Linked DNA regions of Mus musculus: region 1 is linked to region 2. A link is a contact called in public HiChIP or PLAC-seq data. All regions are on one chromosome and are shown on one strand. Each heading gives the region's core, a stretch centred on a gene start, on an enhancer-like site or on the middle of the called end of the contact. The rest is flanking DNA. Distances are from core to core; before and after follow the strand shown. Region 1 has its middle 13 kb from the start of Gm52879. Region 2 overlaps Tspan9 (tetraspanin 9).

Region 1 (5,673 bases), core at 1,280-3,779, 97 kb before region 2:
GCAGGTTGTTTTACTCAGTCTAGCTTTCCTGGCCATGTGGCCCTCTGCCTCAGTCTCAAATCACATTTGTCACAGGTTCTTAGATGGTTCTGAGGCAAGGCTGAGTGAGATGAAGCCGCATCAGTCTACTTTTGAGAAGTGGCTGTCTCAGGACACTGTCACAGGCTTGGAGGTGGCCTTTCAGCACCCTACCTGTGGCCAAACACCCTTTGTAGGGTGTTCCTGCTGTAGACTACACTCTAGCTGTGCGTTGCAGGGCTGTGTGGGGCCCAGAAGCAGAGAACTGGGCTCTGAGGAAACTGAGACTGCCCACCTCCACCTCAGCTTGGCAGCCTGTGTGGTTGGTGCCAGACATGGAGGGAGGGGTCATGCCTAGGGCAGGACTAGCCTGGGAAGAGCAGTGCTGTAAGATCAAGGACAGAGCTTTCCTGCAGCAGGGACATACAGCACTAGCAAACTCCCTGGAAGCTCAGCTTGAGTCCAGAAGTGGGCGGAGTCTGCCGATTTCATGGCCCATCTACTCCCAGCAACCCCTGGGTGTAGTCCCCCATCCCACAGCTGGTCATAGCCACGTGTAGCCTTAGATCTCTGCAGGGTAGTCCCACAGGATGCCAAGCCACACCCCATTTCAGGTTCAGTCTTCAGTGCTCTGAGTGTTGTTTCTGGGTCTGCAGTTTTTGTCTGGCGTCAGGGCTCATATGTCTTTCCTACAGTTTTGTGTCAAGGACTGGGCTGTCCTCTTGAGACCCATGGCGTGAACTGGAGTCTCAGAGAGGTCAAGGGTATTTTCAACGTTTCCAAGATAAAACGCTGAACTGGCCATTGATCCGGAGGCTGGGACATTTTTTATTCTTCCTGTAATGATCAGCTTTGCACGTGGCGGGGTTAGTGGGTGAAAGAGAAATTCTCCCAGGATGCCAGAAATGGGGACACGATCTGTCACCACCCCCACCTACTACCTCTAAGTACCCTATTAGTCTGTACCCCAAACATAGCCAGGGATGGGACCCTAGTTGTTCTATGGAGATACCAGGTGGCCCCAGCTGCCAGAGCCTTCCGCTGGTTAGTGATGCTATGTAGGCATCTGGTAGGGGATGAGAGTGTTTGGTGGTGTGCCTTGCACTTCTAACTGGCCTATCGAGCTAGTGTTGCTGCCCAGACCCTACCCATGGTAGTTGCTCTCTCTGGGACCCCATTCTAGGTGGCCTCCCCGTGTGGAAGCACTGTCCACGATGGGGGCAATGGTGGCATGACTTCATGTCAGTGCCCTCTGCTGGGTATTTTTGAGGTTCCAGGCTGGGGTGGGGGTCCTAGGTCCTTGTGTAGGCGTGCCTACTTTATCAGCGGTCCTCCATCTGTGTGACAGGCTCAGTAAGGAGGTCCTTGTACAGTCCTTTTCCCTACCAGTATACACCTTCGAATCCCAGGTTATGTCCTGACCTCCTGATGTCCTGGCTCCCAGCCCCTTCTTTTTGCTTCTCGGCTCTGCCTGCAGCCGGCTTTGTCACAGACACCTTCCACTGCCCTCCACAGGCTTTGTGCTGGTGTCTGTGTCCACCCAGGGCCTACCTGCATGTGGGGCTCAGCGGAGTACCGCCATGTGCTCCCATTTCAAAGGCTTCTGCTTCCCTCCCTCCCAGCCAGCCAGCCAGCCAGCTTGGCTGCGTTAGGCCTCCTTCCAAGCCTCCAACATCCTGCTTGGCTTGTGTCCCCCCAACTCCAGCTGCAGCTTCCCTGTTGTGCTTCTGGCAGAAGGCGTGCTGGTGTGTGTGTGTGTGTGTGTGTGTGTGTGTGTAGGGGGGGGGGTTCCTTCCCCTTGGCTTCTTTTCTCCCTATTACATCAGCTTACAGCCAAATACCCCTGGGGTCTGGTAAGGGAGGGTTTTTCATTAATTTTTTTTCCAATGGAAATAATTCCACTACTTGTCAGAGGGAGTTTTGCATGCATTTCCTTAGTGGGGTTGGCTTCCTACCCCCTTTTTTTCCCAGCCTCATAGATGTTCTTGAAGTGGGCAGCTTTCTTCCCTTAGCTGAGCTGGGCTGTGCTGGGCTGGTGAGGAGGGGAGTTTGGGTCTCTGAGCCCAACTTTAGGTATCTGGGTCCTGACTGTACTGCTCACTGGCTGTGTGACTTTCAGGATAGCGCTTGACCTCTCCAGGCCTCTCGGTCCTTCGTTTATCCTGTGTTGGTGGTGAAGGGTAGTTCTTGCTGGTTCTCTGGCTTCTGGCTTTGGTATTGTGATTGTATCGGATTGGCTCTTGTTCCAGGGTCTAGTGCTGCAAGAGGCCCCGGAGATCCACACCCTCTGTGCTCAGGAGGCGATGGAGCCTAGGGCTTGGCTAAGAGTGAGCAGGTCTCTAGCTGGTTCTTCCTGACCACGTCCGGGATCCCTGAGTGGGAAGAAGCCCTCTACCTCTGTTGTAGCCAGCAGACCTCCTCCTGGCCTCTCCCCTCTGTTCCTTCTTCTCTTTGCCTCCCTTTCTCCTACCCTGCTCCCCATGTCTCACCCTGGCTGATGGCTCTGAGTCACCAGCACCATAGGTGGGTAGGTCCTGGCCACTGCCCTGTCCTGCTCTTCTCTACTCTCACTGGACTCTCAGCTCAGCACCAAGTCTGGCTGCTGCTGACCTGAGAGGGGAGCCCCTCTAGGCCCTTAGGCCCAGAGTTAAGCCCACCCCCTCCTGCCCAGGGCCCACATCTGGCCAAGGGCTCAGTTTTCCCAGCTGTAAATTGCCTCCTGCTGCCCCCTTGGTATCTTCTCAGGTTTCAGCTTCATGGTCCTTGTTCTTTGTGTGGGGGTGGGGAGTGTCTAGGGAAGGAAGAAGGTTCAGCATGCTGTTCTCTCTGCATGTGTGAGGTTGAGGAGAGAAGCCTTGGCTCAGGTGTTGGGTGAGCTGGCATTTTTTTTTTTTTTTTTAAATCAGGTAGCAGAGCAGCAGCCTGTTTGAGTTAGATTCCATGGGCGCTCCCAAGAGGCCAGCCTTAGTGTACGGTGTCTCTATGGTGGTGGGAGTGTCTTCTGTTATCTGCAGCCTGGCTTGCAGTGACTTGGAGATGCTGGCGTTCTCCCCACCTCCGTTTTCCCCTGCTCCTTCTTGGCGTATCCCTTAATCTCATGTTTAACCACAGGGATCATCTTGACTCCCTGCGCCCTTCAGGTGGCTTTGCTCCCCCTCACAACCCATGAATCTCTGGCTCCTGCAGGTGACATGTGGGACTCAGGTCACGCCCTGTCTCTATAGATGCCAGCTGGTTGCCTGGGCCAGGCCTTTGCTGCAGATCTTGCCCTTGCATTGCTATGGCTCTTGATTCTCCCTTCAAGGGGAAAGTCTGCTTATTTGGACTACAGAAGGGTAGACATCTCAGGGCAGCCACCAGCACTGCCTGGGAGTGGATGTCACCATGGGGCCATGGTATTTCCTGGTTGGTTTTCTGGGGTGGCTCTGGATTAGCCTTGATTTTAGGTATCTGGCATCAAGGGGGGATGCTGTTGCAAGCAGAGGCCTTGTCTTGTGGAGCAGGATACAGGGCAGTGAGGGGGCTGTAACCATCGCTAGAATCAGAAGTGTGTTCATCCTAGGCTTTGGGGCTCTGGGTCAACCCAGGGAGGGAAAAGCTTGCCTTTTGCCCAGATGGGCTAAGAACGTGCTGCCCCGGCACCCCCTCCTGCCCAGGCACAGAGATAATCCCTGCATAGGCATGGCTTCTTGGGAGGCCATGCTGGACTTTAGGTCTGGTATAGGATGTTAAGGAGACCAGGGGAGTTACGCAGTGAAGGGCCTGAGTCAGTTCTGAACTATTTGCAGGTGTGTGTGTGTGTGTGTGTGTGTGTGTGTGCGCGTGCGTGCGTGCGTGCGTGTGTGTGTGTGTGTGAAGAAGGTGGGTAACTGGCTTGCAGATGAGAAGGGTATTCTGGAGCTTATGGTGTGAGATCCCATGGAGGTTTTAAGGTGGGGCGCAGGAGGACCTAGAGCAAGTCTTTATGTCAAGCTGGTGGATGGTGCTGTGAAGGTTGGGGCAGTCCAGTCGGAAGTGATGGGATGCATGGATGTGGTTAGGTCAGTGGAGGTCATAGGGGACCCAGGAACCTGTACCAGTGGCCCAAAGGGCGCCATGGGACTCAGTAGACACTTACCCAGAGGTCTTTGGAGTCCTGGCCAGAGGGATGGGCTGAAGTTTCTTTTACCCGAGATGACCCCCATTCACTTAAAACTAGCTCCCCAGTGCCCAGACCTCTCTAGCCCTCTGAACTGTGGGTGCTCACAGGGGCATCTGAATGTGAGCTGGCTCCTCCTCTGAGCACAATTTCAGTGGCTTTTCCAGCAGGTCCCCTTCACTTCCAGCATGGCAGCAGTGATGGACGCTCTGCTCACCTCTGTGCTTTGAGGATGCTGTGGGTCTTGGTGCCACTCCCTTCTCCCTGTCCCCTCTGCTACCAGGGCCTCTGAGGAAGCCTGGTGTGACCCTGTCACCCAGGGCCTGCCTTTCTGTTGCTTCTGCCGCTCCATTGACCCTGGCCCTTATTCGCTTCTGGCTTTCATGGTGGTGGTGCAGGCCAGCCCGTGTGTTTTGAGCAGAGGCAGGCCTGTGGGATTTGGCCTGGCATCTGAGTGCTTATACAGCCCAGGGCTAGTGTCTGGCTGTATCCTCTGGATCAGGTCCCTCATCTGTAGCTCCAGCCTGGCTCCACTGTGCCCTGGGGCCTCTCTTCCTTTCCTTTTTGTGGGAGCAGTGCCTCACTTGAAGCCACTGCTTTGAATAGGGAGCTGCCTAAGGCTGATACAGAGTGGGTCACCCTGCTCAGAAGGGGACCTATGACAGCCACTAGTAGAGCTCATGGCTTCTCCCCTTGCCTTCGTGGCTAGCAGGTGAATAACAGAGTTTGGTGCTCAAGGCTTTCCTGTAGGGGAGCTCCCAGGATTCCCTCTGACATACATGCCTTTGGATTGAGACAATTGCACAGAGGTGAGGCTTTCAGTCTCACTTACCAGAGCCTGAGAGCTCTCATCTGCCTGCTGTTGCTGGGTTGGTATAGCCCTGGCTGCTGGGCATGGGGTAGCCCTGGCTATAGGGCCTAGCCCTGGCTGCAGGGGCCCATTCCTGGCTGCAGGGGCCCATTCCTGGCTGCAGGAACCCATCTCTGGCTGCAGGGGCCCATCTCTGGCTGCAGGGCCCATTCCTGGCTGCAGGGGCCCATTCCTGGCTGCAGGGGCCCATTCCTGGCTGCAGGGGCCCATCTCTGGCTGCAGGGGCCCAGCCCTGGCTGCAGGGGTTCAGCCCTGGCTGCAGGGGCCCATCCCTGGCTGCAGGGGCCCAGCCCTGGCTGCAGGGGTCCATCTCTGGCTGCAGGGGCCCAGCCCTGGCTGCAGGGGTTCAGCCCTGGCTGCAGGGGCCCATCCCTGGCTGCAGGGGCCCAGCCCTGGCTGCAGGGGTCCATCTCTGACTGCAGGGGCCCAGCCCTGGCTGCAGGGGTTCAGCCCTGGCTGCAGGGGTCCAGCCTTGACCGCTTCTGTACTCTCCCTTGCCCAGACCATTCTTTCATACCATAGCACTCTACACCACAGGCTGCCCTCCTGGTGTGGGGGTTCTTCTCTCTCCTGGGCTCCAGCCCTGCTTTCATGGAACCCAGTAGGGGCCTGGCTGCTTCCCCCTCCCTTTCCTGAGCGGGCATGA
Region 2 (5,137 bases), core at 1,139-3,638:
ACCAGCCAGCAGGAAACAGCCAGACATTAGGCTTCTGCCACACTGCCCCCCTCTCAGCACCCTCTCTGTGGGCTGGCTTTGTTTGGGGAGGCTGAGGAAGACAGTGAGGGCCTCACTGGTTTCCTGTCTCACAGGAATAGGCTGTAAGGCAGTTAGAGACCCTGGCCTGATAGCCCATGTTAGGCAGGGGGTGATGGTGCTCTATCCTACGGCCTCTGAGAAGCATTAGAGACTGTGCAACCTCTACTTAACCATGCCAGGGCTCCTCTGTCTCCTGTGCAGTTCTTCCCTCTAGAAAGCTAAGGTTTCCAGATGAAGCCTTGACCCACAGTCCCAAGCTTCTTCAGGGTCGGACCCTGGATTCTTGCCTGCTGGGGACCTCTGGGTGTCAGTTTCAACAGTAGGCCCTGTTGGGGACAGTTGACCCCAAATAGTGTCCTCTAAGGTAACAGATCCTCACTTGAGGCTGTTTAATGTCTTGTGGCTTCATCTTCTTGACCCAGACTCTTCCCCTTCCTCAAGAGGCTGTCAGCCACAAAGGCCTGGGTCTCTAAAGATGAGTAAACTAGCTTTCTCTTTTGTCCCAGTCTGAACAGCCTCTCACCATTTCCTCCAGGGCTCCAGATACTTCAGGAGCTGGGATGCTGAACGCCTCACCTTCTGCCTGTTTGTCTAGCTTGTAGGAGGCCAGGTCACAGCCGTGGTCTTGGGTTCTAGCCCTCCCCAGATGGTATGGGGTAGACAGATCCCAGGAGCAGAGAGGCAGCTGGTGGCATGGCTGTCCCTTCCCAGAAGCCACCAGGCAGTGTGTGCTTTGGGAGGAGTGCTGGCAAGTCCCTCTCACCGCTGCACCCGACCCTGTGCCGCAGGCAGACAGTCAACATCGGTGGCAGTGGGGCCCTCCAGATGGTGAGCCCCCCAGCAGCCCCCTGAAGGGGACCATGTGGCTGATAGTCTCTTTAGTCACACTTTGAAAGCCAAATGATGAGAAAGGACCAGCAGGAGCCAGGTCCCACGGACGCCAACAGCGCAGAAGGCAAGCATGTGGTCCACTAGATTTGTACCACCAGGACCTTCTTCCCGCCAGTTGGGAGCCCTAAGGGTCTTCCTTTCCAGGGCTCTGTTCCTCATTCCTTTGGAGGGCTGTGAGCCCAGCCTGGCCTCGCAGCAGGAAGCCCTGAGCTCCAGTGACACCAAACACTCATTTCTACTCTGCACCTCGGTTCCTCCATTCTGGGTATCCCTGACTTCTAGAGGCCACACTGCTCTTAGAAGAAGCCATAGGATGTTCATGCTGTAGAGTAATTTCTGTATAGACGCTAAGAGATCCTGAGATGAAGAGATGAAGACACTGCCAGCGTCCTTAGGTACCACTCCACTCCCCTCCATCCCCAGGAGGTCCTATGCCTTTGTTTCCTGCTGGCAGCGCCTGGTTCTGGAACTCTTCAACACTCTGATTGGGCCATCCTTGAGCTGCCAGGCAGGCAAGCAAGCAAGCAAGCACGCAAGCAGACGCCTGGACCAAAGCACATTTCTTGCACCTGCCAGTTTGGTAGAGTGATCTGGAAGATGCCAGGCTCATTTCTGCCTCTCAGGGCTTGGCCAAGGGAGGTGCAGAGGCCAGGGAGGATGTCCTTAGAGCAGTTCCTGGGCCTCCATCCTCAAAGTAGAAAGGGAGCATTGACTTCTGCCACAGGAGAGAAATAGTTTTCAGTTTTCTTTTTCTCAAAGCATTTGCGTGTTCCAGCAGTGGAGCAAGGGACATTGGGTCCCAGCCTAGCTGAGGTGGAGGGACGTGGAGAAAGGTGGGGTATGATGTATCCTCAACTTGCCACACGAGCTCAGAACACCTCCCTGGGCCATGGTGACCTGTAAATTGAGCAGGGTGGGAAAGGGCCATCTGCTGGTTCTCCCATGATGGGTGTGTCCACGCTCCCTTCATAGAGCCTGTGCCATCAGCATGGTGACAAGCCTCTTGCCTTCATGAAAAGCCGGCTTGCCCTTTGCTTGTGTTCAGATGGTGTTGGCTGGCTTCGTGAGAAGCCTGAGGTTATATTTTGAGATCCGCTAGGCAGGGTTGTGTGGTTCTTCTCGTTGTCCGTGGTTGTGCACACTTTGATCCAGTCCCCCACCACAGTAGAGTCGCCCCGTGGCTCACGTCTACAGCTTTCTTGAGGGTGTCTGGTGTGTTTCCTGTATGAAATGATTTCCTGTTCCTGTCAGAGCACCCAGAACTGAGAACCTCTGACCTTCTCTCTGTCAGCCATGTGCTGTGCATCCAAGATTGTCCCGCTGGTTAGAGAAGCCAGGAGCTCTGTCTCATCCCTGCTCTGTCACCCAGGCCAGCTTGCTCATGCTGAGGCCAGCTTGTTGGCAGTCAAATACACTGTCTTAAGAGGGTGGATCAAGGACCATATCTGTGACTCAGAGCCTTTCCTGGTGCCATGACATAGCCCTTGAGGTATGTGAAGCTGGGCTCTTAGCCTTCCGTGCCTGCTGTAACCTTCCAGGTCTGGGGAATACCCAGGTTGATAACAGTGCATGTTAGGCTGCCCAGGAGAAGGGGCCTGGGCCTGGGAGTAGCGTTGGGGAGAAAGCAGGAGAAAGCTGTTCACACCTGAACTTTTCTCTTCTCTCCTTCCCCCTCCTACGTCTGGGCTTTGGGGGTCATCTTAGATCTAGGTGCAGAACTAGTACATACCTGTGCCTGGGCTAACTTCCAGAGCCCAGGGGGTAGAGATGAGAAAAAAAATGTTCTGTGTGAGGGTCCCTGGTTGTAAGAAAGAGGAGGGGACAGGCTGGTTGTGAGTAACTGATCTTGAATGATGGACAGGCTCGAGATAAAGGAAAGGATGTTGGTTCTTTCTTTGCTTTATTCTTTTCTTCTTAGGGATTTTTTGAGACAAGGTCTCAGTACGTAGCCCAAACTTGACTTGAATTCAATTCCCTTCTGCCTCAGTTTTCTAAGTGCTGGGATCATAGGTGTGTACCACCACGCCAGCAGGAAGTCGGTGCTTAAAAAAATAAAAGTTCACATCTGAATATAAATCTAATGTGTAAGGAAGAACTGAGGGGGATAAATCAGTGGACATTAAAATCCTCCTCTCCACCCCCCCCCCCGCCACCCCCAATTCTGTTCTCCTGAGCGAGCCGCTGCTCACTTGTTGGTGTTAATAGAGATGTGAAGGAGATTCTTCAGTTACAAAGGACACTAGCTTAAAAGATGGGGACCCCGGGCAGTGATTTTTCATATACCCCAGGAGTCCTGGGTCAGTCAGCACCACACATAGTCTCAGAGTACAGAGGTGGGTGAGCCGGGGAACCAATGGTAGAATACAGAAATGCAGAGTAAGAGGTGGCTGGGGCCAGAGCAGCTCCTGTCCAGAAAGAGAGCCCTGGGCTTTCCTTAGACCCCCTAATGGCAGGGCCCCCTGCTTAGCTAACACGTTGATTTGCTCTGGTCTCTGGGCAAGAGAAGTTAAGTCATTTCTTGCCTCATAGGTTTTATCGCTTGGTCCCTGTTCTGTCCTCTGGGCTTCATGGAGGATGCACAGCCTCCGCAAACTGCTGCCTCGTTCACACACCTAAAACCCACCCACAAGGCTGATGGATCAGTAAGTGTAGTCCTTGCCACACAAGCCTGAGACCCTGAGCCGTGCTGCCCAGCACTCATGTGCAAAGTACAGTGAGACACTTTGTGGTTTTGACCCAAGCACCAAGAGTCTGGGACAGGACCAGCCAGCCTAGCCAGATCAGTGACCTCCAGCTTCCGAGTGACCCTGCTTCAGAAAATAAAGTGGGGTGCAATCGAGAAAGATGTGCAAGATGGCTCTCTAGCCTCTACTACTCAGACACACACATACAACCCCGCCTCTTGTTCCTTGCCGTACCTCCATGCTTTCAGGCCTGCCACTCGGATTCCCACATGGGCACTATTATCCCTGTGCCCTCTAGGGCCGGTCCGGTGTGACTGGAGAGGGCGGGGCTGCTGGCTAGGCTTTCGGAGCAGGTGAGGCGTAGTACCCTGTTAGAGGGTATGCGGTGGCAGCAAGAAAGGGAAGCCCATTCCAGGCCGAGGAATGGCAAGCAGGCAGGAATGTTTATCCACGGCAGGTGCACACTGTGAGCTTCTGCTGGGGCCAGGAGAAACCCCAGCCCCCTGGGCTCCCCCCTAGTCCCATGCCCTTATATGGCTGTCCTTATATAGCTGCCCTGCACTCCAGGACAGGGACAGAGCCCCTCCTACTGTACACCCAAGGCTCGGGCCAAACCCAGGATAGGCTTATCATCACAGCCGGAGTCAGCTGTTGGTCTGGGAAGCCTTCTCGAGTCCAGCATTTTGAGATGTGCAGCCAGAAATACAACCCTCCTGCTTGGCAAGAGTGTAGGATTTTGGCAGGCTGCCTCATGGCCTATTTTAGACTGAAAAGAGCAGAGAGAGGTACTTCTCAGGCTCAAGCCAGGACCCTCCCTGGGCTAAGTGGGCTGCTAGGGCCTTGTTTTCCCCTCCAAGAGGGAGAGGGTCAATGATGAGAGCTGGGGCTATTTTAGGGTGACCACAAAGAAGGATTTCAGAATTTCATGGCAAGAACTGGAGTTTAGAGAGCTGGTTGACCCCAGGGTGTATAATGGGGGCACGCAAGCACGTACGTGGAATGTGTAGAAAACAGGCTCACTGGCCTGTTCTGCCTTCCAGAGGTGCCCTGTGACCTCAGGGGATGGTTTATTTGCTACAAGGCTACCCTGAACAGACAGCAGTCTCTAAGAAAACCAGTCAAAAGAGGCCAGAGACACGGGAATAGAGGCCATTCTGTGGCTGACAGGTGCCTGCTGGGTCGGTGAACAAAGTAATGACGGTGACTCATGAGACACAGAGTTGCCTGCAGCTTCACTTTAGACTCTGGAGCTGAGCAGATGAACTCCTCACAAGCCCCTTCATCTGAGTAGAAGGGACAGATGGTGGAGATGCCCTCTGTGGGCTACAGCGAGGGAAGCCGAAGCCCGCTAAAGGCTGTGTGGTATGCAGCCTACGCGGTAGGGCAGGCACCTGATGTGGTGCCACAGCTCAGGAGGCTACCAGGAGGGACTAGGGTGGGAGAGCACACCTCGTCACCACTCCCCATCACTTCCTCCGGGA

The links. HiChIP or PLAC-seq counts read pairs in DNA pulled down with a chosen protein or histone mark.
Region 1: a contact with region 2 is called in an HNF4G HiChIP or PLAC-seq map of pancreatic cancer cells. The contact joins two enhancer-like sites. A contact is called at or near these places in 5 of 39 promoter capture datasets (cranial neural crest, frontonasal cranial neural crest, liver and 2 more), 12 of 484 Hi-C or Micro-C datasets (astrocytes, cerebellar granule neurons, cerebral cortex and 5 more) and 10 of 115 datasets of contacts at active chromatin or transcription factors (CD8 T cells, DN3 thymocytes, the NIH/3T3 cell line and 5 more).

The regions. Positions count from the first base shown.
Region 1 is chr6:128,085,982-128,091,654 of GRCm38.p6, reverse strand. It overlaps a transcript of Tspan9 not described here. Among named protein-coding and RNA genes, the nearest start is that of Gm52879, 13 kb to the left of the region's middle. Within about 2 kb of position 2,529, at least 66 of the 459 cell types and tissues checked have an H3K27ac peak or open chromatin away from gene starts, as enhancers often do. A contact at or near this core is called in embryonic fibroblasts, muscle stem cells and pancreatic cancer cells, where this site is marked.
Region 2 is chr6:127,988,997-127,994,133 of GRCm38.p6, reverse strand. All of the region lies in intron 1 of Tspan9 (tetraspanin 9), which reads left to right. Among named protein-coding and RNA genes, the nearest start is that of Tspan9, 43 kb to the left of the region's middle. Within about 2 kb of position 2,388, at least 117 of the 459 cell types and tissues checked have an H3K27ac peak or open chromatin away from gene starts, as enhancers often do. A contact at or near this core is called in embryonic fibroblasts, muscle stem cells and pancreatic cancer cells, where this site is marked.